Linked DNA regions of Mus musculus: all the other regions are linked to region 3. A link is a contact called in public promoter capture Hi-C data. All regions are on one chromosome and are shown on one strand. The core of a region is the stretch at or near the end of the contact, and the rest is flanking DNA. Distances in the headings are between cores, read along the strand shown.

The links. Promoter capture Hi-C pulls out the DNA fragments that hold promoters and counts their contacts.
Region 1: a contact with region 3 is called in a promoter capture Hi-C map of embryonic stem cells. The contact joins the promoter of Tnik here to the promoter of Ghsr in region 3. A contact is called at or near these places in 6 of 39 promoter capture datasets (3T3-L1-derived adipocytes, the SN4741 cell line, embryonic stem cells and 3 more) and 2 of 484 Hi-C or Micro-C datasets (both in embryonic stem cells).
Region 2: a contact with region 3 is called in a promoter capture Hi-C map of stem cell-derived epiblast-like cells, with 8 times the contacts expected there. The contact joins the promoter of Tmem212 here to the promoter of Ghsr in region 3. A contact is called at or near these places in 8 of 39 promoter capture datasets (cranial neural crest, embryonic stem cells, hippocampal neurons and 4 more), 1 of 484 Hi-C or Micro-C datasets (bone marrow-derived macrophages), 1 of 115 datasets of contacts at active chromatin or transcription factors (embryonic stem cells) and 2 of 9 other capture datasets (embryonic stem cells and macrophages).
Region 4: a promoter capture Hi-C map of embryonic stem cells shows a contact between it and region 3, with 2.9 times the contacts expected there. The contact joins the promoter of Pld1 here to the promoter of Ghsr in region 3. A contact is called at or near these places in 7 of 39 promoter capture datasets (the C10 cell line, embryonic stem cells, hematopoietic stem and progenitor cells and 2 more), 1 of 484 Hi-C or Micro-C datasets (embryonic stem cells), 2 of 115 datasets of contacts at active chromatin or transcription factors (both in embryonic stem cells) and 3 of 9 other capture datasets (embryonic stem cells, liver and macrophages).

Annotation. Positions count from the first base shown.
Region 1 is chr3:28,259,834-28,265,476 of GRCm38.p6, reverse strand. Tnik (TRAF2 and NCK interacting kinase) reads right to left here and starts at 2,263. Exons shown (of 33, transcript NM_026910.1): 1 at 1,778-2,263. The coding sequence starts at 1,834.
Region 2 is chr3:27,894,373-27,899,849 of GRCm38.p6, reverse strand. Tmem212 (transmembrane protein 212) reads left to right here and starts at 3,482. Exons shown (of 4, transcript NM_001164437.1): 1 at 3,482-3,665. The coding sequence starts at 3,507. It overlaps Gm42195 (a long non-coding RNA gene), which reads left to right. Exons shown (of 2, transcript XR_880708.2): 1 at 1-772; 2 at 1,363-3,047.
Region 3 is chr3:27,369,161-27,374,189 of GRCm38.p6, reverse strand. Ghsr (growth hormone secretagogue receptor) reads right to left here and starts at 2,839. Exons shown (of 3, transcript NM_177330.4): 1 at 2,748-2,839; 2 at 1,604-2,551. The coding sequence starts at 2,393.
Region 4 is chr3:27,937,298-27,943,044 of GRCm38.p6, reverse strand. Pld1 (phospholipase D1) reads right to left here and starts at 4,365. Exons shown (of 27, transcript NM_001164056.1): 1 at 4,295-4,365.

The sequences.
Region 1 (5,643 bases), core at 1,014-3,513, 890 kb before region 3:
TCTGGTCCACCTGATTAACTCACACCATAGCAACTCCCAGACAGAAGTAGAGCACACACCATGGGTGAAGAGGAAGCCGCGCTTGTTTAAAGCACCCACTCTGCTCCCAACCCCCACACTTAGCTACTCACTGGTTCTGAATGTGGCCTTTGGGCACCAGAAAAACAGACAGCTTACTGTAATCATGCATGAATGAGCTTCTGCTGCCCCACTAGCACAACAGGCCGTTTCATAGGGCAGTCAGTCCTCAACCTTCGAGTTGTCTCTCTGAATTGTCACCTCTCTCTCTCTACCAAAAGATATGGGAAGGGGCAAGGATTCAAGGAGAGGGAAGAAAAGAGACTCGTGGAGCCTGAAGAAAAAGTATCACCTCCATCAGACAGGTATCTAGCCCCTTAAAATATTTGTAGAGAAATGTAAGGGCAGGAAGGCTTTAGTAGACACAGGTAAACGGCCTCAAGATTCTAGCATCAATCTAACAATGTGTTCCGGAGAACCACTGAACTTCCACCCCTACTGGCGGTGGGTGACATGAGATGAGACACCATCTCTTAGGTCTCACCTACCCTCCAGGCATCAAGCATATGCATTTGCTGTTTATTTTATTTTTAGTTCGGGAGAGGAAGAAACTAGTGGAACTGAGATTGGTGTCCAATCTTTCTCAGATGCCTGCTGCTGCCAAGGCCACCACCCCTCCTCACCCCCTTCCTGGCAGGCAGCATCTAATTAAAATGGCAAGAGCGCTCGGCCCCCTTCCCCGAAGGAGTGTGCTGGGATTAGAGGTGGGGGTGGGGAAGCGTCGAGGCTGCAATGGGATTCCTGGCAGTCTGATTTTCAAACAACAGCAAAATGGATTCTAGATCACTAAAGTCTTATTCAATACAATGGAACGACGTCTGAGGTGTTTCATTAGGTAAAGGCAAAGCGGCCGGGCTCGGGGAAGGGAATATGTTTTACAAAGGACTGTTCACAGACCTGGGACACACACACACACACACACACACACACACACACACACACACACACACACACACACAGGCACACAGGCACACAGGCACACACGCACACACAATCTCTCCAGGGAGTTCCGGTGTGGTGAGGAGAAGCGGTTAAGCTTCTCTTTCACCTGCTGAAGTTCAGCCATAAAACTGAAAGGTCACAGTCACCGAGGGAAGGAATAGGCAGGGCTGAGTTCAAACCACAGATAAAGGTGAGTGCACACTGGCATATAGGGAAGAGCTGAGCCGGAGCCCCAGCACCGGAGACAGAAGCCGGGAAGGGAGTCAGTTAGCACCTACAAGACCAGCCCAGAGCAGCAATTACTGCTCCATTGGAGCAGCAGGGTCCGCTGGTAGAGACAGCTAGCTCACGATGGCATCTTGCAGGTAGCTGGCAAACGTGAAGGGCCAGTGCCTTTCTTCTCCAAGAGAATCTTTTGCAGCAAGGAGCAGTCGGGTCTCGCGCCTTGGCACGAGACGGTTGCCCGGGTACACACACACACACACACACACACACACACACACACACACACACACACACCAGCCTTTCATGTAATGCTCTTACACCGATCGAAGATGAAACTGACAAGCTCTACCAGCTTCCTTGCGGAACCTCGGGAACAGCCTAGGAGCACAAGGGGAGCCCAGCCCCTGCTGTAGGGGTAGGGGCTCAGCCTAGAACCCCTCGGCTGCCCCGGAATTAGAACAGAAAGGCAGGGAACGTTCCCTCTTTCAGCCCTAGACCATTGGAAAAAAAGGAAAAAACACGTTCTGCTCACCCTCAGGGCGGAGAGATCGATTTCATCCAGGCTGCGAGCTGGGGAGTCGCTCGCCATGTCGACTCTTCGCGGGAGAAATGGACCAAAACCACCCCGAAGCGTCTTCCTTGGCAATTCCACCCCGGTCTATTTCGCTCGCGTCCTCATGCGGCTGTCCGCCAGAGAGGCCCGGGGCCCAGCCTCCCCCGCCCACCCGGGCCCCAGCAAGAGTCCGATCCCGATCTTCCGAGAGCGTCGATCCGCGGGATCCCGGAGCCCGACCTGCGCGGATCTCCAAGCCCGGAGCCGCGGTGCGTGTGGGCTGCGCGCCCTGATCGGCTAAGGGCGCTGGGGCTGCGTGGGTGTATTTAAATGGGACATGCTTCTTTGCTTGTGCGTGGATGGCGGCTGCATTGGCTGTTATAATGAGACATATCAACTCCTCCACTCAGCTGGGAGGTGGGGGTGGAGAACCACACAGAACTGTCTATCACCGCTTCCTGGGAGGAGTGGGGGGGGGGGGAGAGGCGTGGTCTCCGACTGGGGAGAGGCCGCGCTTCCTGACCGGGTCCCTCCGCCACTAGCCAGGGTGGGGGAGGGGTACGCACCCTTTCCGCCCCAGCTTTTGAGGGTTAATAGTGCTGAATCTAAACAGCCGTTTTTGAGCCTCTCTGTGCAGGAGCCTGAATGCTGAATATATATTTTTAATGTGTCCAATTTGTGCAGTGCACCAAAATGGCTCTTCGATCGTATCTTGGGGTTTCTTGACTGCGTTCAGATACTCTAATGGTGAAAAGGGTGGTGGGGAGAGGCAGCGGGAAAAGGCAGCAGCGTCCTCCCTCCCCCATTAATTATTTGTGGGGCTGGAGTAAAGGCGGGCCGGTGCAACCGGTGCATATAAGGACTTGTGCGCAGGGAAGGGGATCCGCCTCCCCGCGCAGAGCGAGTTGGGGAGAAGCTCACACGCGCCGAGCCGGCAGCCTGGCTTTGGTGCTGAGCAGTGGCCACAGGGTCACGGTCATTCGCGGCCACTGGGTTGCAGGAAGGCAGGCCCGAATCGTCTGTGGTTCTCTAGGCTGAGTAGGTTTGCTAGAAGCTGGAAATCCGAGAGATGTGAGCTCTGTCTGGATATCGCCACACCCAAGACCTGCGCGTGCCGCAATTCCCCACGGAAATGACCGAATTGAAAAGAGAAGCTTGCTCCCTGGGTGCAGTAGCTCGAAGGATTCAGGTGACTCCAAGGCCGACATTAATTGGGCAACATAGTACCTAACCCAGTGTTTCCTCCTTTGTAGCTTTTCCGCGGTGACCTACCTGGATTCATGGAGAAAGTTTGGCTCTAGGATAGTGAGCCCTGACCCGCGAGCTATTTGACTTCGCTCGCTTTTTCACTCAAGAGCTGGGTGTTTGCAGTGGTAACCCGTCATTCTTTATCAAAAGTGTAAAGTCACTTCCCCAACCCTCTCGCATCCTTGCCTGTCTCCTAGTTTGGCCACGCAAAATACGTCGGAAGAAAACATTTATAGTGAACTCTTCCCACTGGCTTCAACTCATCAATAGTTCTGAGTGTTCCTCTAGCATCTACTGAGATAAAAAGCTAAACATACTGGGGGGGGTTGATTTTTATTTGACTTTTTGTTTTGTTTTCTTTTGGGGGGAGTAGAGGTTCTTTTTGATTTATCTTATTGGTTGTTTGATTTGGTATGGTTATGAGACAGATCTTAAGTACTTAAAGGAAGTCTTCCCTTCACTGTGCAGCTGGGGATGGCCTTGAACTCCTCATTGTCCTGCAAATGACCCCCCCCCCCCCGCCCACCCAAGTACTCAGATTACACATGGACACCAACACTTGGGCTGTTGCCACTTCTTTTTAAAGTCATGAAGAATAAACTAATTATGAGCTTCAGAACAAGTTGAAAGAATGAATGAACGGACCAACACTAATGAAATTAGTGTTAGCTGGACTGTTTAGTCTTGGACTCATTGGGGTGGGTCATGTGCTCTCTAAACCATACCATGAAACTAGAATGCTGTTCCGAACCCACAAGCCTCCACGAAGGGACCAAGTAGAAGCCATCTTTTCCCTCCACCACACTTTTCCTTGTGTGTCATCATCATCTTCTCCTTCTCCTTCTTCTTCCCTTCTTCTTCTTCTTCTTCTTCTTCTTCTTCTTCTTCTTCTTCTTCTTCTTCTTCTTCTTCTTCTTCTTCTTCTTCTTCTTCTTCTTCCTCTCCTCCTCCTCCTCCTCCACCTCCTCCTCCTCCTCCTCCTTCTTATCTCACCCTTTCTCTAGACAACAGGTTAACATGTCTCAAGATGAAGCAAAATAATTTCAGATTAGGGTATTGAGATTCATACGCAGGGCTCCTTTAAAAGCTTCAGACTTGAAAATAGGAGATAAACATGCTCACAGAAAAGTACTACAGACTTAGGTGAAACCACAAAAAGGTCTTTTCCCCTAACTCTAATAGCACAAGACTCTACTTTGGGGTTTACAATAGGTTCAGACTAGTCCACTGCTGCTGAGGAAGCCCCACCTCAGACAGAAAGGATGGATATAGCTTCAAAGAGGGTTCAACACAGTGCACCCTGGGGAGGGAGGGAGGAGTGGGTAGAAAGCAGTGGCAGGCAAGGGTGGGAAATCTTAGGACCAGGAGAGGGCAGAGGGCAGATCAGGCAGAGTTCTGCATGCCCTATTCAGGAACATCAAACTCTCTTCTTTAGGCCAAGTACATTTCAGATTTCAGCTGTTCCAGCAGAAGTCTGATTTCTTTCCATCCTGCACTCTTATCAACAGTTTTTGCTTTGTGTTTAATTTAAAAGAAAACATAAGTCACTACTATAAAAAGAGGTCTAGACATACTAGGGCCCCAGTCCTTAGTAGGCACCAAGGACTTAGCACCACTGACTCCATGATGGAAGGACCGCTCAGCTGTAAAACAGCATGGAGACAACACCATCTTCTAAAACTAAAGCCTAGGCCTAGTCCATCAAAAACCATAATTCTGAGAAAGTCTCTAAATGTACTAGCCTTGCTTTTTGGCTTCTGTGGCTCTGCTTCTGGCTAACTGTTCTTGTTAACTGAAGTATGTCAACCTAGAGCATGGTTTTTGTGCTTAAAATCTCACCCTGAGAAAGGCTCTGGGCTACACTGGGATCCTAGCATAGTTGCTGGCTGGCTAATAAAGACTTCCTTTTAGATTAAACCCATGTCTGGTCTGAGAAGTCTTCTCTGGTGAGTACCCCACAGCACTAGACATACCTCCTCCTATAGAAAAGAAAACATTCAATATAAAATCACTATAATGAAAGTAAGGTCTACCATTTTGGTCGGTTATTGCTTCGTTATGGAACAGCCCAGGTAACAAGGAACCCCAGCCTTCACAAGGGCAGACAGGAAGTGCGGGGCAAGAGGTCAGCAACTAAAATTATTTTAGATACATGATGTTAACTGACAGGAAAAAGGGCAAATAGCAAGTAGCATAGGCAGTCAGGATGCGACCAAGATGAGGCTTTACTCCTGTCATGATCTGAAGGACTGGGGAAGCAGAGACCATTCAGGCATATCTTCAAAGCCAAGAAAACACACCTGCCTGCTGGCTGTCTCTACTCTAAGCATGCAACAACAACAGAAAGCCTGGCACAGACAGGAAGTGCACAGCAACTGACCAGGGAGGACGAAGAAGAGGATACAAGGAAGGCAAGGAAGCCCGGTGAGAACTTACGGTTTTTTAAAAGCTGAAGCAAATATCATTACAGGGTTGGAATAGTTAAATATGGACTGCTAGTTATAGGTATTGATAATATTGTCCTTGGTGCATTTACATATTTGGAACATTCTTGTGTTTTAAAAGTACTCAGAAAAGAGAGAAACCAGAGGTGTCTT
Region 2 (5,477 bases), core at 2,233-4,732, 530 kb before region 3:
CCCAAACAACTCTGCTTTAAAGTCCATGAGACCTTAGGTTTGTGGAGAACACAGAAAGCTGGGTATGGCCCTAGGAGTCTTTTCCTCTTGATTCCATCGTGCCTCCATCCCTTCCCTTCCGGTCCATCTTCCCCACACCCCTCTCCTCAGATACCCTTTCTATGCCTCCTTTCCTGTCGTCTAAGCTCCTTATCCCTCCTTGGAGGCCAGAGAGCCAAGCCATCACATCCGTGTTCCATCTGTGAGTTCTCTATTTCCGTGGGAAAACAAGACAGGAGTGACCATTGCAGAAGACAATGCCCGCGGTGGCCTGTGGGAGGCTGCTGGCACGGACCTGAGCCCAAGTCACAGCTGTTCACTGCAGCTGAAAAGACAGGTTGACAAACAGATGACTAGTCGCTCGAGCTTGCTGGCAGGACAGTCAAGTCATTTTGCCAGGCAAAGCTAGGGAAAAGTCTGATAGCTTCCAGATGATTTCCAAACACACTTGAGGGGGAGACATACAATTGGAATTTGGTGGGTGCAGCAATCTCTCTGTAGTATCTTGTAAATTGGAGGGTTTACAATAGAAATTTGACAGTTTCCAGTTAGGGATGATAAACATTGAACTTTGTTCCCCATCAGCCCCGGGTCATTGTGAAGAAAGAGTTCACTCAGAGTTGAAACCGAACAACCAGGAAAAGCAGAAGGAAACACGCTGCGTATGAACACTGGAGAGGCTTAAGTGGGTTGAAAATGGACTCTTTGGAAAGGAACAAAAATCTCTGAAAAGGTATGACAAAGCATGAGGTGTTCCTCCACACCTGGCATGCCTCCTCCGTCTCCTGAAGGAAGCAAACAGGCTTTAGCAGGCTGCTAAAGGAGACAGGGGAACATGTCCCCTGCACCGTCAGCCCATCAATATCATCAAATATTCTGAGCCAGCACTCTAGCAGGCCAGCCATTCACTTGAGCCTTTCAATTTATGCAGTTTGTAACTCTACCTAGCTGGGCTTGCAGGCACAGGCCTGCGATCCTGGCTACGCAGGAGGAGCTCCCCCATGGAGGTAGCCGCTGGTGCTTAGGGACAGTGCCATGGCTGAAAGAAGCTGGGGACGGGCACACATCCATTTCTGTTCTCACTGAAAAATGTCCTTGCTTCAACACAGTTAACAAGAAGCCAGCATCTCTGGAATCTGGTCGGAGATGTCTCTGGATCTACCTCACTCTCATTAGGTCATATTTAGCCATGCCACCCCTTAATCACTAATAAAGTTATGGTGACATCTGTGTTAATCCATAATGTTACAGGCACGTAACGTCTCCCCAAATTAAAACAAAACATTCTTTCTTTGTTTTCCTTTCCACTGTGTGCTGCTGAAGACTGGGGATTTCAACAGTCTTTGTTTTCCAAACGTGCTACCAGAAGAGAGTGAGCTGACCCACAGTGTGCTAACACACCACAGAGCTGCAACCTTGAGATAAGGAGTAAAGGAAAAAGTCAAAATACCACAGCTGAAGTTGAGTACTACAGACAAATCCGTCTTTCCTCCAGACCCTTCCCCCGGGCATGAGGGAACACACTGGCCTGGGCATTCGCTCTGATGAACTTGAACTCACATATATCCACCCCCCCCCCCCCCGTGCGGCCCAAATGCAGACTGGACAGGCTATCGGCTTCGTGAATTGACCCACTGAGTATTTACTAGTGTGTATCTGCTTGGTCCGAATGCCATCTGAAGTTGTCAGAGAGGCCATAGATATTTACAAGGTATGGAAGACTCACAAGTTCTGTGCCTTCCAGAAACTTCTCTAGTTTATATGAAAAGAAAATAATCTGAGAATCTAGCCCACAGAATTGAGAGGAAACACAGAAGAGTGGCCGTGTCAGACAACCAGAGCGGCTTTCCCCGGATTCTGAGTATCTGGGCAGAGACTGCATTGAAATCTGGGTCAACTTGAGTGGGATAGCTACCATAGATCAAAAGACAGAACGGGGAAAGAGATGCAGAGAACTGGTGGGAAGGGGAGGGCCCTCGGGGAATCTGTATCAAACTGATCAAGGAGTCAAGCCTAGAGTTCTGAGGTGATAGACAAAAGAACTAATACTGTCTGAGCCAGCCGCAAGAACTCTGAGGTGAGGTGATTTCAGGACATTTTCTCAGTACGGAGCTTGCTCCACGCTAAGCATCTACACACAGGAGTTCAGCTGATGCCCTCACCCAAGCGCCTGGTGAGAGAAACATTCCTCTTACCTGTTTCTCTTACGAAGAAACAGACCCAGAAAACACAAGTAGCTCGCTCTTCCTCTAGGACAAACACCTAGAAGGGGTGAAGCCAGAGTCAGATTCCTGCTCTGCCTGCCTTAAAACCCATGTTCGGGCCTGGCGACAAAGCCCTTGCCTCTATCCCCGATCACCTAAGTTCTATCCCTGGGCCCAACATAGAGGAAAAAAGAGAACTGATTCCTTCCTGCAAGTTGCCATGCTATGGCATGAACATTCCACTTCAATGCCATACAGACACACACACACACACACACACGCACGCACTCTCTCTCTCTCTCTCTCTCTCTCTCTCTCTCTCAATGTAATTATTTTAAAAATGTACTTAGTGTGTCTGGTTATTTTGCCTGCATGTATGAGTGTGCACCTCATGGACTCTGATGCCCAAGGATGCCAGAAGAGGTGTCTGACTCCCTGGGCCTGTAGTACAACTACAGCTGTGAGCCCTCAATTGGATGCTGGGAATCTAACCCAGGTCCCCTGGAAGAGCAGCAGTCAGTGCTCTTAGCCAGTAAGACATCTCTCCAGCCCCAATAAATTTAGTTTAGTTTTTTGTTTTTTTTAATTAAGAGTAGCTGAGCTTGATGGCTATATTCTTAGCCCTTGGGAGATGGAGGAGGCAGGAAGATCACTGTAAACCAAGGCCAACCTGCTCTCCGTAGCAAGGTCGCAGACCTTCTCTAAAAGAATAATCATAAACAGTTGTGTGGAATTAAACTTTGAAAGGAAAGACTCCTTTGCTTTCAACCATTTACGTTAAATATAATGATCAGTGGACCGTGATCTGCATGTGTGATTCTTGCTTTGTTTTGTGGGAACTTTTGCTGGGAATGCGGCTCTATTGTGCTCAGAGGATGTTGGCTTTCTGCTGTAACCACCAGGCAGGTTGAGTTCAGAAACAATTAGCTCAGTCAGTGAGCCTTTGAGTCTGATTAAGCCAGGAAGTGGTTACTCCCTGAGACAGGGCAAATGAAGGAATCAAGGCGGCCACTCCAGAATGAGAAATCTCCCGCCCTCCCTTCTCTCTGAAGAAGTCGGTGTTAGAGTCTAACCCACAGTCAGAGTTCACTCCTTCCACTTACCTTGGTGGAACAGAGTAAATATTGTCTGCGGGATCTTGTTTCCCATGTTCACTGTCATCCCAGCTACAGTCTCTAAGAAACTTGTGTTTATAGAGGCCTGGCCTGGCCTTGTGTTTTGGTAACAAGTATCTCAGAGCAAAGAGTCAAGCCGCAGAGGAAGATGAAGGGCCTCTACCAGGCTGCTGGCAGGACCCTGGTTACTCTGGGGGGCCTCAGCATCTTCTCAGGAGCCATTGCCTTCTTCCCTGTCTTTTCCTGCAAGCTTTGGTACACAGGATGGAGCGTTTGGATTGCCTGTCCCATCTGGAACGGGGCTTTGGTAGGATCTATTTCATTAAACAGGCTGGCATAAATGCAAGTGAAAAGAAAAGGGAAATAAAATAATATACCAGTTAAGAGTTTTCCAGTAATTCAAAGAAGTCTATATTCTGCCGAAAATCATAGTCCTGAACTTAGAGCAGGAATTTCTGTTAGTTGCATTTTAAGTATATATGTTTTCTTAATATTGTTTCATTTGTATTTGTATGTCATGTATATAACGATGAAATGTTTGGGAAATTCTCATGGGGTACAGTGGCAAAGACCTGTAACCCCAGCACCTGGAACACTGAGGCTAGATTGAGAACTGGAGGCCAGCCTGGGCTACACAGTGGGGCTTTGATTATTATGTAGCTGTGAGCTGGAGCCTCACCTGGGTTACACAGGGAGGGTTTGATTGTTATGTAACTGTGAGTTGGATTCCAGCCTGGGCTACACAGGGAGGCTTTGATTACTTTGTAGCTGAGAGCTGGAGTCCAGCCTGGACTACACAGGGAGGGTTTGATTATTATGTAGCTGTGAGCTGGAGTCCAGCCTGGACTACACAGGGAGGGTTTGGTTATTATGTAGCTATGAGCTGGAGCCCAGCCTGGGTTACACAGTGATGCATTGATTTTTATGTAGCTGTCCATCCCTTACAAGCTAGCATCCTCACAGTGGACTTAGTTTTGACTAAGATTTTATATGTGTGTGTGTGTGTGTGTATATATATATATATATATATATATATATATATATTATGTTAGATGTAGGCTGAATGTATATGTTAGGCATAGGCCAAGAGTAATTAACTGAGTGTGTATCCTGCCACTACTGAGTGGCTACCTGAGCTGGACAGAGGCAGTCTGGGGCAGGCTCAGAGTTAGAACTATAGGCAGAGGGAAGTAGTTCTGACATTGATGCTCTTACTATGTGGAGTGAGGCAGGAGCCTCAGCCAGCTAGTTCTTTCTTGCTTTTTCCTGTGCTCTGGGGACAACTGCCCAACACTAAGATACTTGGTGAGGATGAAGGCATTGACTGATGGCAAGAGCTTTGTGCTCGATTGCTAGCAAACACCAAGCCTTTAGCCTGTGCTCTGTGCAAACTCTCTGCCGTGAACCACTTGCTATGAGCCCTGCTCAGTTCCCCTGATACCCACAGTGCTGCCTCTTGGGACTCATTGCCAGCCAGCTTGCCCTTATGTCTGTGCCTTCACATTCACGGCTGCCATTCAGAATGCCAAGGCATGTTCCTCCCTAGGCCTTTGCTCTGGGGGCTCTGTCTAAACTCTTCCTGTGTTTGGCTGACTCCCAAACCTCTTTTTATTTTTTTTTTTTTAAAGGCAGGATCTTAGGTACCTCAGGCTGTTCTAAGACTCTCTATGAGCTTCTGATCTTTCAACTCCCAACTTCCCAGTGCTGGGATCGGGAGCAAACAACACTCTCAGTCTTTGTGGTGCTGGAGGTCCAGCCAAGGGCTTCACGCTGTGAGTGGACTGAGCTACACACCCGACTCCTCTCATCAACTCTCAACTAAATGTCACTTTCTCACCCATGCCTTCCCTCTTGACCCTCTTCAAAATTGCAACCCCTTGGAGGCCAGCAAGATGAGCCAGCAGGTAAGGGTGCTTGTCCCAAGCCTGAAGATCGGAGCCCAATGCCTGGAACCCACCTGGTGGACGGTGAGAACCATTCCCCATTGGAGATCCCTGACCTCCACACCTGAGCTGTGGTATCCACAGCCCACTCCCCAGCCCCACACAAATAAATAAAGTAAATGTGAAAACAAGCAAAACTCTTTAAAATTGTAACCCCTGCCCCCATCTGCCGTTCC
Region 3 (5,029 bases), core at 1,590-4,089:
TTCGCCCCCTCCATGCTGGGTCAAGCATGCCCAATAATTACACTAACACTGAACAATAGCCCCAGCACCCTTGTGGGCATGCTTAAGAAATGCAGATTCACTGGCTATAGTATAGACTCAATAAATTCAATTCTGTAGGAAAGGGAATGGAGAAAGGACTTGCTTTTTCTTTGCTTGTCTTCCATTTTCTTTCTTTCTGTTTTAGGACAGGGCTTTGTTATGTTTCATAGACCACTGAACCCAGATTTTTAAAGTAAGTTTTACAAGGGACTGAATATGCTATTGGAATTAGTAACCACTGGGAAAACAAGTCTATGTCATCTCTAAAAGATGTAAATAAAGTGTTAAGCCAGCCAACATTAATGACCACCCACCTGAGGCTTCATTTTACTCGTGTAAGATACTGTCTTTGATAATTCCAAAATTTTAGATTGTTTTTACAGTTCAGAAACGAGAGAAAAATATTGTTCTGGTCTTTGTGCCACTTTAATGGTCCCCTTCAAATTTTCATAGAAGGTGACAATGGAAATGGCATTGAGATGCCAGTGGGGACATTAGTAACTTACAAAACTGGAGGTTATTAGTAACTTCTCTTTAGAACTAAGTTACATAGGAAAAGCTGACACACCACAGCAGCGGGTAGCCCTCTGTTTGGTGCATGTGAGTTGACAGTCCCGTGGAGGACACAGGGTAGTCACTGGTCTGGAAACAAGATCTGACATCCCTGGAGGACTCTCTATCATTTTGATATGCAGAATTTGAGCATAATAAAATTGCAAATGAGAAATCATCCTGCAAAAACTAACAAGCTTTAAATGTCAGTAAGCATGAAATGCCTTGAAAAGTGAGATCAGTGGTTCCTCTCGGCTACGAGCACCGTCTTCGTGATTTTACTACACCAAGCACATGTCTTTAGGGATGCAGCATTTTCGCAGTAACTGCTCAATCCACCCAGCTGTGACCCTGTATCCAGAGCTTCCTGAAGGACAACTTGAGGAAAGGATGGCTTCTCCATCCTGCCCTGGCCTATGCTACTGGGGAGACAAATAAAAAAACAGGAAAAAGGAGACCCCAGCATTGGCTCCTCTCCCTTACAAAACCACAGAATAAACAGAGTGGATGTAATTATCTGGGCAGGGGCAGAAAATAAATCCTAATATTGCAAACAAACAAAACACATCTATAAATCATCTTTAACAGAGTGACACAATTTTTTGGTTAGATTTACCATGGAGCAATTTCTAAACCCAATGCCTGCCTGCTTACCTTAATATGACTTGGATAACCACATATTCTATGTGAGGCACCATTAACAATTAGGGGACTCAATAAACCATAATGAGGTATTTCCATCTTGGACCAAATTTCCCAGAGCAGTACTCATTTAGGGAATTGCCAATATGAGGGGCTTTTTCGTGGAGAAGATACAGGGACAGACAGAGGAAAAAAAACCCGAAAGCAGTGAGACCAAGAACCAAGGACAGAGACAGACAGAGACTTGAGAGACTTAGGGAGAGATGGAGACGACCAGAAACAGAAATAGAGGGCTCTGGCAAAGAGCAAGCAGTGGGGGAAGAAAAGCCACCGGGGTGTCAGAACTCACCAAGCATCTTCACTGTCTGTTTGTGGTTCTGGTCCCTGAGCGAGGAGCCCACCGCCGCGTCGCCGCGCCTCCGCCACAGCTTCCTCCCGATGAGACTGTAGAGCACAGTGAGGCAGAAGACCGGCAGGAAGAAGAAGACGCTCGACACCCATACCATCACGGTGAGCAGCCCAGAGCGCACAGCGAACTCGGTGGCGCGGCACTCGTTGGTGTCCCGGGGATCTGTGCCGTTCTCGTGCTCCACGCCCACCAGCACGAAGATGGGCCCCGCGCTGCAGAAGGCCACGGCCCAAATGACAAGGATGACCAGCTTCACACGGCCCTTGGTGACCACCACCTTGGCCCGCAGCGGGAAGCAGATGGCGAAGTAGCGCTCGACGCTCAGCGCGGTGATGGTGAGGACCGTGGCGTAGGTGCAGCTCTCGCTGACAAACTGGAAGAGTTTGCAGAGCAGGTCGCCGAAGTTCCAGGGCCGATACTGCCAGAGGCGGACGAGGTCCAGCGGCATGCACAGGAAGATGAGCAGATCGGAGAAGGCCATGCTGGATAGGTAGAGGTTGGTGGTGGTGCGCAGCTCGCGGAAGCGGGACACCACCAGCATGGTGAGCAGGTTGCCCGAGATGCCCACCACGAAGAGCGCCACGCAGGTGGCAGTGACGCCCGCCAGCAGCGGCGCGGGGAACAGTGGCAGCAGTTCGTCAGAGAGTGAGTCGTTGCCGGGAGAAGCGTCCCAGTCCAGGTCCAGCGTGACGTTAGGCTCCGGCTCCTCGCTGGGCGTCGCGTTCCACATGTTGCCAGGCTTGGGGTCGCAGCCGCGCGGAAATCTGGTCCCCTGAGGAGGTCCTCCTAGGCGCGGAAGAGTGGGGGCCGGGCGGGGGGCGGCGTGGGGGGAGGAATGGGCGCGAGCAGCAGGAAGGATGCTTGGGGAAGAGAGAAGTGAGAAGAAGCCTAGGAGAAGGTGGAATGGGGGTGCGAACATTAGCGATGAAAGGAAGAGAGTGACCCACTGCACGTCTCTCCCTATTTCCTTCCGTTCCTCCTCTCCCCTCCCTCCCACATCTCTCTTTTCTTCCCCCTTCCCACTATCTTCCCCACACAGTCCCGGTCTCCCAATACAGCCTCGACTGTACACGCACTCACTTACCTGTCACTCTATCGGCGGCGCCACCAGCAGTGCCTGGCACTGGAGATCTCGCCCCAGCAGCCTGTCGTGCTCCCCACAGCGTCCGAGTGCGTGGGCTCTGCGGAAGGCAGGCGCTGCAAAGCGAGTGTGTGAGGGCTCCTCTCTCCACTCTTGGGCGCTAGGGTGGCCGGGAAGGATAGGTCATTTGGGTAAAGTAATGAAGGGTGGAGACCGTAGTGAAAGATGCCTTCAGCAGCGGGATCAAAGCTCTTCCTTCACAGAGAGACGGGAGAAAAAGCGAGTGTTCCCCTCGGTGGAGAAAGAAAGGCAGAGGGGAAAACGGAAGCTTCTATTTGTATTCAAATCAGAGGAGACAGTGCGCACCTGGGAAGAGCTTCTGGCAATCTTAGAACACACCCCAGTGGGTGTTCGCCCGGATTTTAAACCCAGAATCTGCTCTGAGATCACAGATCAAAACCAGAGCTGGTTCATTCTCCAAGTGTGCGAAAGCCCTGTTCTAAATCCCAGCCCTAGGACTTGGTGTGGTTAAGGGGTATGCTGGATGAGCATGAAAGTCACCTTTACAAACTGAAGTAAACTAGCGCAGGGACAAGAACGCTGCAGAGACCCACACAGGGGGAAATGTGTGGCAAGTGCAGGAGCAGAAGCAGCCTGTGCTGCCAGGCTGGCGCACGTCGAGGGTGAGCAGTAAACTTCTTAAAAGCTTGGTTTGGAGAGATCAGCTACTTAGAAGCTGCGATCCCCCCCCCCCCCCCCGGCCAAGAGCTCCAACCTTCGGAGCTTTAGTTTGCTGTTGTTTCTTTGTAAAATGCTAGACAGCGTAAGGATCATTGGGGATGGAAGCCAAACATCTGAGATGCCTGAGCCATTTGACAAATTAATAAGGGCTAGCGTTTCTTCCTGGTTGCTAGTGAGAAAGGGGATTTTCATTCGATGGGAATGAATTTCAGGGCATCTCGGTACTAACAAGGGTCTTCCGAGAACGACCTGCGCATCTGCTGTTCAGATCTGGGAATCCACACCTGAAAAATTGAGAAGACCCTTTGAGAGCTCAGAGCCTCTTCATGGTTCCTGCTCATTAACAGGAACTGTTCAGCACCTCGGCCAGCGCCCGAGCCCCTCACATGTGCACGTGTTCTGATCTGCCTCCTCAAGCCTGAAGCTTTTCCCAACAGTCTTGTGCTTCAGTGCTGAAGGAGGGAGACCACCCACCAAAATGCAGATCAATCATTAACAGTTTCTTGCATACCGGAGTGCAATACCACATGCCTTTGCTAGATGGCTTATTGCCTTCTCTATCACCTAAATTGTTAGCTCACAAGTCAGACAGGAACTCAGTGTATGCACATGTACATGAGACTCACAATGAAAAAAATCAAAATATTGTGTGAAGGAAGTTTGACTCACAGTTTGCCTGTGACTTCACCACACCATGGCTTAGTTACACTGATGCATTACAGACTTTGTTCCAAATTGACTTTGAATTTATCTAAAATATCGTCAAACCCAGAGCCATCAAGATAGCTCAGCAAGTAAAAGAGCTAACCTCCAAACCTGATGACCAGAGCTCCAGCCTCAGAGCCCACCTGTGCATATGAGTGACCTCCACATGGCACATAATAGATAGATAGAGAGAGAGAGAGAGAGAGAGATGTAAAAATAGGTAAAATATAAATAAATCTGTATTGTGTTATCAAGAAGCAGTAGAGGGTTTTATAGAAATTGATCCAGTTCTTCATGATCTATAAGCTACATAAAACTGTCTCTAAATACATACCAAACACTGCTAGTAACAAAGGAGATTCAACCCAGACAGCTTTTGCCCGCATAAGCCTCTCATCTAGAAACGAAGGCACAGTTAGGTAAGCCATCTTAGCACAGCCCTGGCAGGTACATTTAAGAGGCATTTACAAGAAGCCTATAATAAGGAGAAATGTGTTACACCATACTTGAGAAAAGATTTCTCAGGGGATGGGGCATCTGAACTGGGTCTGGAAAAGGCTGATTTTTTTCTTTTCTTTCTTTCTTTTTTTTTTTTTAATAAAAGCAAAGCTTGTTCAGCTGTTCAGAAAAAGGGCACAAAGCACACTGGACATAAAATGGAGGGAATCTTTTGGGGCAAATTGAGTCATTTCCATTGTCCCTGGGGTTTTATAGATTACCACTTTCTGCTGAGATGCCTGTAAATACATGTGTACCTATGTGTGCATTTCATATTCTAGTCAGGAATGCACAATCCTAAATGTAATCACAAGGAATCAAACTCCAAATAAATAATTGAT
Region 4 (5,747 bases), core at 3,116-5,615, 570 kb before region 3:
GTAAGAGTCCACTCTGGCCCCCTCATAGGACCAGGGCTGTTATCAAGAAACTTGGCTCTAATATAGTCATAGCAGTTATTAAAATATTGGAGTGCGGCATGGGTGTAGCTCAATTGGCAGAAGGCCTTCTTAGCATGCTTGAAGCCCATAGTTCAGTTCTCAACATGGTATATAACTCTGATGGTGTGGTGACAAAGGCTTGTGATCCCCAGCACTTGGGAGTTGGTGACAAGAGGACCAAAAGTCATCCTTAACTATATTGCTATGTAGATAGCAAGTTCAAGGCCAGCCTAGCCTACATGAGACTCAGTCTCCAAAAATAATTGTGTGTATATGTGTGTGTTAGAGAGAGAGAGAGAGAGAGAGAGAGAGAGAGAGAGGAAGGAAGGAGAGAGAGAAAGGAAGGAAGGAGAGAGAGAGAGGAAGAAAGAAAGAAAGAAAGAAAGAAAGAAAGAAAGAAAGAGAGAGAGAGAGAGAGAGAGAGAGAGAGAGAAAGAAAGAAAGAAAGAAAGAAAGATGATAGGTTAATAGATACATAGATTATAGAGAGATGATAGATACATAGATAGACAGACAGACAGACAGATAGATTACATTAGAAAATTACTCTTCATAGCCAAGAGTTAGAAAATCCTGGCTCAGCCATAGACACAATCTCCCACTAGCAACATGACCACAATCCACTTTGCCTCCCTCTTCAAAAAAATGAAGGAGTTGAACTAACTGTGTAAGTTTCATGATGCTTGCAATTTTGACACATCATTTATGCCTTAGAACAAGGACAAAATAAGAACAAAGATGTAGAAAGGTGGCTGGTTAGGGAGGTAGATTCCAAGACTATTTTCTTAGAGAGGCAGAAATACAAAAGCTGTAGGGTTCAGGTTGCATGGGCTGGAGGCCCAGCTCTGCCTCATGCTGTGACCTCCCATGCCTCTCACAGCCTCATATACATAAAGGAGGTTTTTCACATCTGTAGAATGCTCTGAATGGTATCCAAAGCCAAGTGGACACCAAGTAAGTGCTGATTAAATAAACAGTTTATCATCTTATTTTGTCATTATAATGCTTATTCAATAAATCTAAAACCTGATAAAATTTCGCAATAGAAAAGAAGATTGTGGTTCTATGGAACAGTTACATAACATATGCTGCTGTTAAATAACCCGCCGCTAGAACATCTGGGATCCAGATTTGATACTGCACTGTGAGTTCAGGGAAAACACAGCATCAGAACACATTCCCACTGAACCATATGATGCAATCTGTACAGTTGCCTTTCTAATCAGAAAAGTCCCAGGCTTACAGGAAGCTGAGGCTATGCTTCTCATCTGAACCCTGAAACATCTTTTAACCACACCCTAGCAAATACATTCTATTTGTGCTTTTGGGACTTAAAGGATTGTAAGCATAAAACCCAGCCTCCCATATGCCAGCCTTTCTCCTGTATACAATGACTCAATCTAACTACAGGTTTAAAGACCCATATCTCATGTGTTCGGTCCATTGATCTTTAGCATATGGCTGGGGAGGAGAAGAAATTGCTAAACCCAGAAACTTGTTTGATCAGAAAGGTCATTGGGTACTGGAAACATGTCTTTAGCTGGGCTCACTCATGGTGTTGCCTGGTACTATTGTACGGCTAAAGGGGACAACATTGAGATTGTTTGTGTTTGTTTGTTTGTTTGTTTGTTACATATCCAGAGGGGGGAACACTAAGAATAAACCCCTTCTCTGTTTGTACCTCTAGACAGCTAAACTCGCAAAGTGTTTCCACTACAACTCCCAATCAGCTTACCAACTGACCCTCACATAAGCTTCCTCAACCCATGGAGGTAAAACTTACCAGGCGCCCCCTATCTGGCTATGCCTTCTATGTGTGCTCTTTAAAAGTGCATTTCTTGCTGACAATGTAGCTCAGTTAGTCACGTGCACCCCTAACATGTACAACACAACACCAGGTATGCTGGTGTGTGCATGGGGTCCCAACACTTAGGTCAGGGTGGGGGCAGGATGTTCAAAAGCATAAGTCACCTTCTGCAACCCAGCGAGTTAAAGAGAGGCTCGCCTGAGCTATATAGAAAAAAAAGTGTCTTTCTTGAGCTGGGGATGATAATGCAGCCCTACACTTCCAGCATTTGGGAGGTAGAAGCAAAGGCAGAAAGATGGATAATTCATAGGAATCGCCACCAGCAGAGTGAGTTCCATCCAGGGTCATACAAGAGACTATATAAAATTTCTTTAAAGCTCTGTGAAAAGAATCCAACCTTACTCAGTGAGAAAACTGAAGCTTGCAATGCAGTCTTTATTAATAAGTGTTACTAAACCTTGTAAGGAAGTCGAGAAGTCCTTTGGGAATGGACTGGGGGGAGATGGTAGCACACTGGCAGAGCTGTGCGATCAAACATCTATTTTTAAATTGTAAAGATGGCAAAGTTACGTGTCTATTTTGATAAAATAAAAATAAAACTTAAAATTAAAAAAAAATGAAAAAGGGTAGAAATGGGACTGAAGCGATGGCCCAGCCATTAGGAGCACATCCTGCCTTTCCTTAGCATCTGAGTCCTGTTCACAGCGCCCAGTTTGAGCAACAGCCTCTTCTGGCCTTCTTAGGCACCATATGCACATAACCCACACCCAGGCCAGCATATTCACATCATTAAAAATAAAATAAATCCTTAAAACATGTTGAAATTAGAGGTAGGTGAATTGTCAGTGTAATGCTTTTCTCATACAGAGTTGCATAAGAGCATTCATACTACATACTAAGACCATACACAAATGCATTCTCGGTAAAGGTCTGATGAGCAGGCTGTCCATTAACTAGGCAGTACTCATCTAGTTATCAGTAAATCAATCAACCTAAATGAGCCTGTAGAGAACTTAACACCAGTGTGTGTAAAACGCTGATGCCAGAAACAACACAGCAAGGACACCATCTCCTCAAAACCTTCTCCACTCGCACTATTTATTTGAAAAGCTAATTGTACTGGCTCATAAAAATTCAGATACCCGCTTACATAACCATTTAAAAGGTCCCCACACACCATTTAAAGGCTGCTTACAAATTCAAGCTAAACAGTTGAGTACAAACTCACTCGTGGGCCACAAAGCACGTACTATGGAAAGAGATTCTTGCATAAGTAGGCATAACAGACTAGTTCAAACTAGGCTCTCTGCACCCGTCAGGCTTCCTTGACAGCACCTCTGACAGGTCAGGACTTCTGAATATCTCTCTGAATTTCCTGGGTAGCTAGTCTCCAGAGGCCCTGGGAAGGTCATAAGGAGTTGGCTAAGCTGAAATTGGTGGGCCTGGCTGTCTAAGAGCGCTCTTCGTCCTGTGGAAAGATCTAGAAATGGTCGAATGCAGAAGCTCCTGTGGTCCTTAAGATTATGTTTTGAGCTTCATGAAAGAAGGCCGCTGGCAGTGATCTGAGATTGGGAGGCGGGGGTGAGGAAGGCAAACGTAGGCGTGGCAGGTAGCCCTAGGGTATGGGGGAAAGGGCTGGCCAAATTCTAAGTCTTGACCTGTACTTAAGAGATGGAAGCAGGAGGGCCAGGAATGTCATCCTTGGCTACATAGCCTTTGAGTGCAGCCTGAGCTACAGAAGACTGTTTCAAACAAACCGTCCCATGGCTTAGAGACCTCCTAAGGTCCCTCCCTGACCCGGAACAGTCAGTCCCAAACATCTTGGGTCGGAGCTAAAATAGCAACTGCCTAACACAGGCCTTTCTTTTAATTGCTACCCCTGTCCCTCCTCCACTTCAGCACAGCACATCTTTGGCCCCGAGGCAGCAGCTGTGTGGCTCGGCGCCCGGCACTGTGCTTCAGCTGGACTCTAAGCCACTGGAATGCAGCACTTCCTGGTTGGTCCGGGATGTTGGTGCTGTCGCCATCCCGGTCAGCCCACAGTGCTAAGGAGCTCAGGGAGCGCGGGACGATCTAGCGGGAGCGAACAAATCTACTGAGCCCGGGACCCGAGGAGGTGGGGTGGGGTGCATCCTACAGAGGACGCCCCGGATCTGCAGGGACTTGAGAGTGGAGTGGGGCTAGGACATCAGCAGCTGACCCGGCTCTGCTCTCAGGGTAGCGGTCCTCGCCTGCGGTCAGTGTGCGCGCGGCTCTTGCCAGCGCAGACACTACAGGAATTAAGACTATGGGAGGGACTCCAGGGTTCCCAAGGGAACTTCAGGGACAGGGCTGGTGAGAGGGGCAAGAGAGGCGGGATGAAGCACGAGGACCGCGAACGTCCTGCGGGCTCAGAAGTCCCGCAAGCCTGGCCCCGGCAGCTCCTACCTGCGGGCCTGGGGCGCGGGCACACACTCTGCGGCGGCGGCGACTTCGGGGGTCCCCGCGCAGCTGGCGCAGCTGGGGCCGCGGAAGAAGGGCGGGCGCTGGGACTCGCCGCCCGGAACTCGGCCGGTCTGCAGGGTGGGGCGGGGCGGCGCCGGCCAGCCTCGGTGACAGCCTCTGCCGCCGGCCTTCCTCCATGCCTCGGTTCTAACACTTTCTTCTGTCCAAGTGTCCTAACTCAGCCACAGTTATCCGCGGGGCGCAGGGGCGCACGCAGGCGTTGTTCTTACCAAGTTCACTTCCCTGGTCTCTGAGCCCAATCCTTGTCCAAGACTGGCCCGCAAGTTACAAGCCAACAGCGAGCCAACTGGTGAAATATTCCTGCCCTGAAGTGACTTGCTTAATTAGGGGCTTTGTAGAGGTCAACTGTGGCCTTCCTGCAAATCCCACGGGTAGGTCTTGGTAGGTGTTATTGCCTGTTTATAAGGAAACTGAGGCTGGCAAGTAAAGAACCAGCCTGACCCTAAGCTTGCTGGAGCCAGCAATCTCTTCAGTCCCCAAAACTGCCCGTGCTTGTCCCCCCAGACCCCCCTTCTCTCTCTCTCTCTCTCTCTCTCTCTCTCTCTCTCTCTCTCTCTCTCTCTGTGTGTGTGTGTGTGTGTGTGTGTGTGTGTGTGTGTTGTGGCGAGTGTTCGGTTGGTTAGTTTGAAGTTAGGTCTCTGCTGTATACCTGGTTGGCCATGAAGAACAGGTAGAACTCAAACTACATGATCCTCCTGTCTCAGTCACACATCGCCCTCACACTTCTCACTCCCACTTGCCATCAGTACTGGGTCTAATTCAGAAATGTTAGAGAGAAAAGTAAAAATAAAATGGGAGGAGAACGAGAAAGTCCCATTACCCCGATGGAACTGTCCGCACAGTAACTTTGCCGTTTTAATACACTTAAGAGAGTCGTCATCAAGGGAAATCCAGTGGCTGGGTGGTGTGAATAGCAATCCTTTGGGAATATAATTTTGAACACAAGTCAGTTCCAAAACTGGTTGCACAACACTGCTTCCAGCCAAAACCCAAAGATGCAACAGTTAGTTTCCTGTACATCAAATTGCTGATGCTGTTGGTCTTTTGAAATTGTTTATTGAGTATTATACAGTGAGACAGACCCAGTTACATAATGTCTTACCATGCCCATGGCACTGCATGAAATGAAAAATATAATATTTCTGTCCAGACAGAGGAGGAGTGAAATTATAGCGCGGGGCTCAGTTTTCAAGTAACCTGGAGCTGCCCAGCCCTCCCTGACTGCATTCTTCTCTTTTGAGCACATCTTTCCTAATGATTGCAGAGTCGGGCAGCCGTCACTCTTTCCTTGTTGACAGAAATAATTGATGCCTTTTGAATCCTATGATTCTGACAGATTTTTGCAATTATATGCACAGCCTTCTGAGCAAACAGG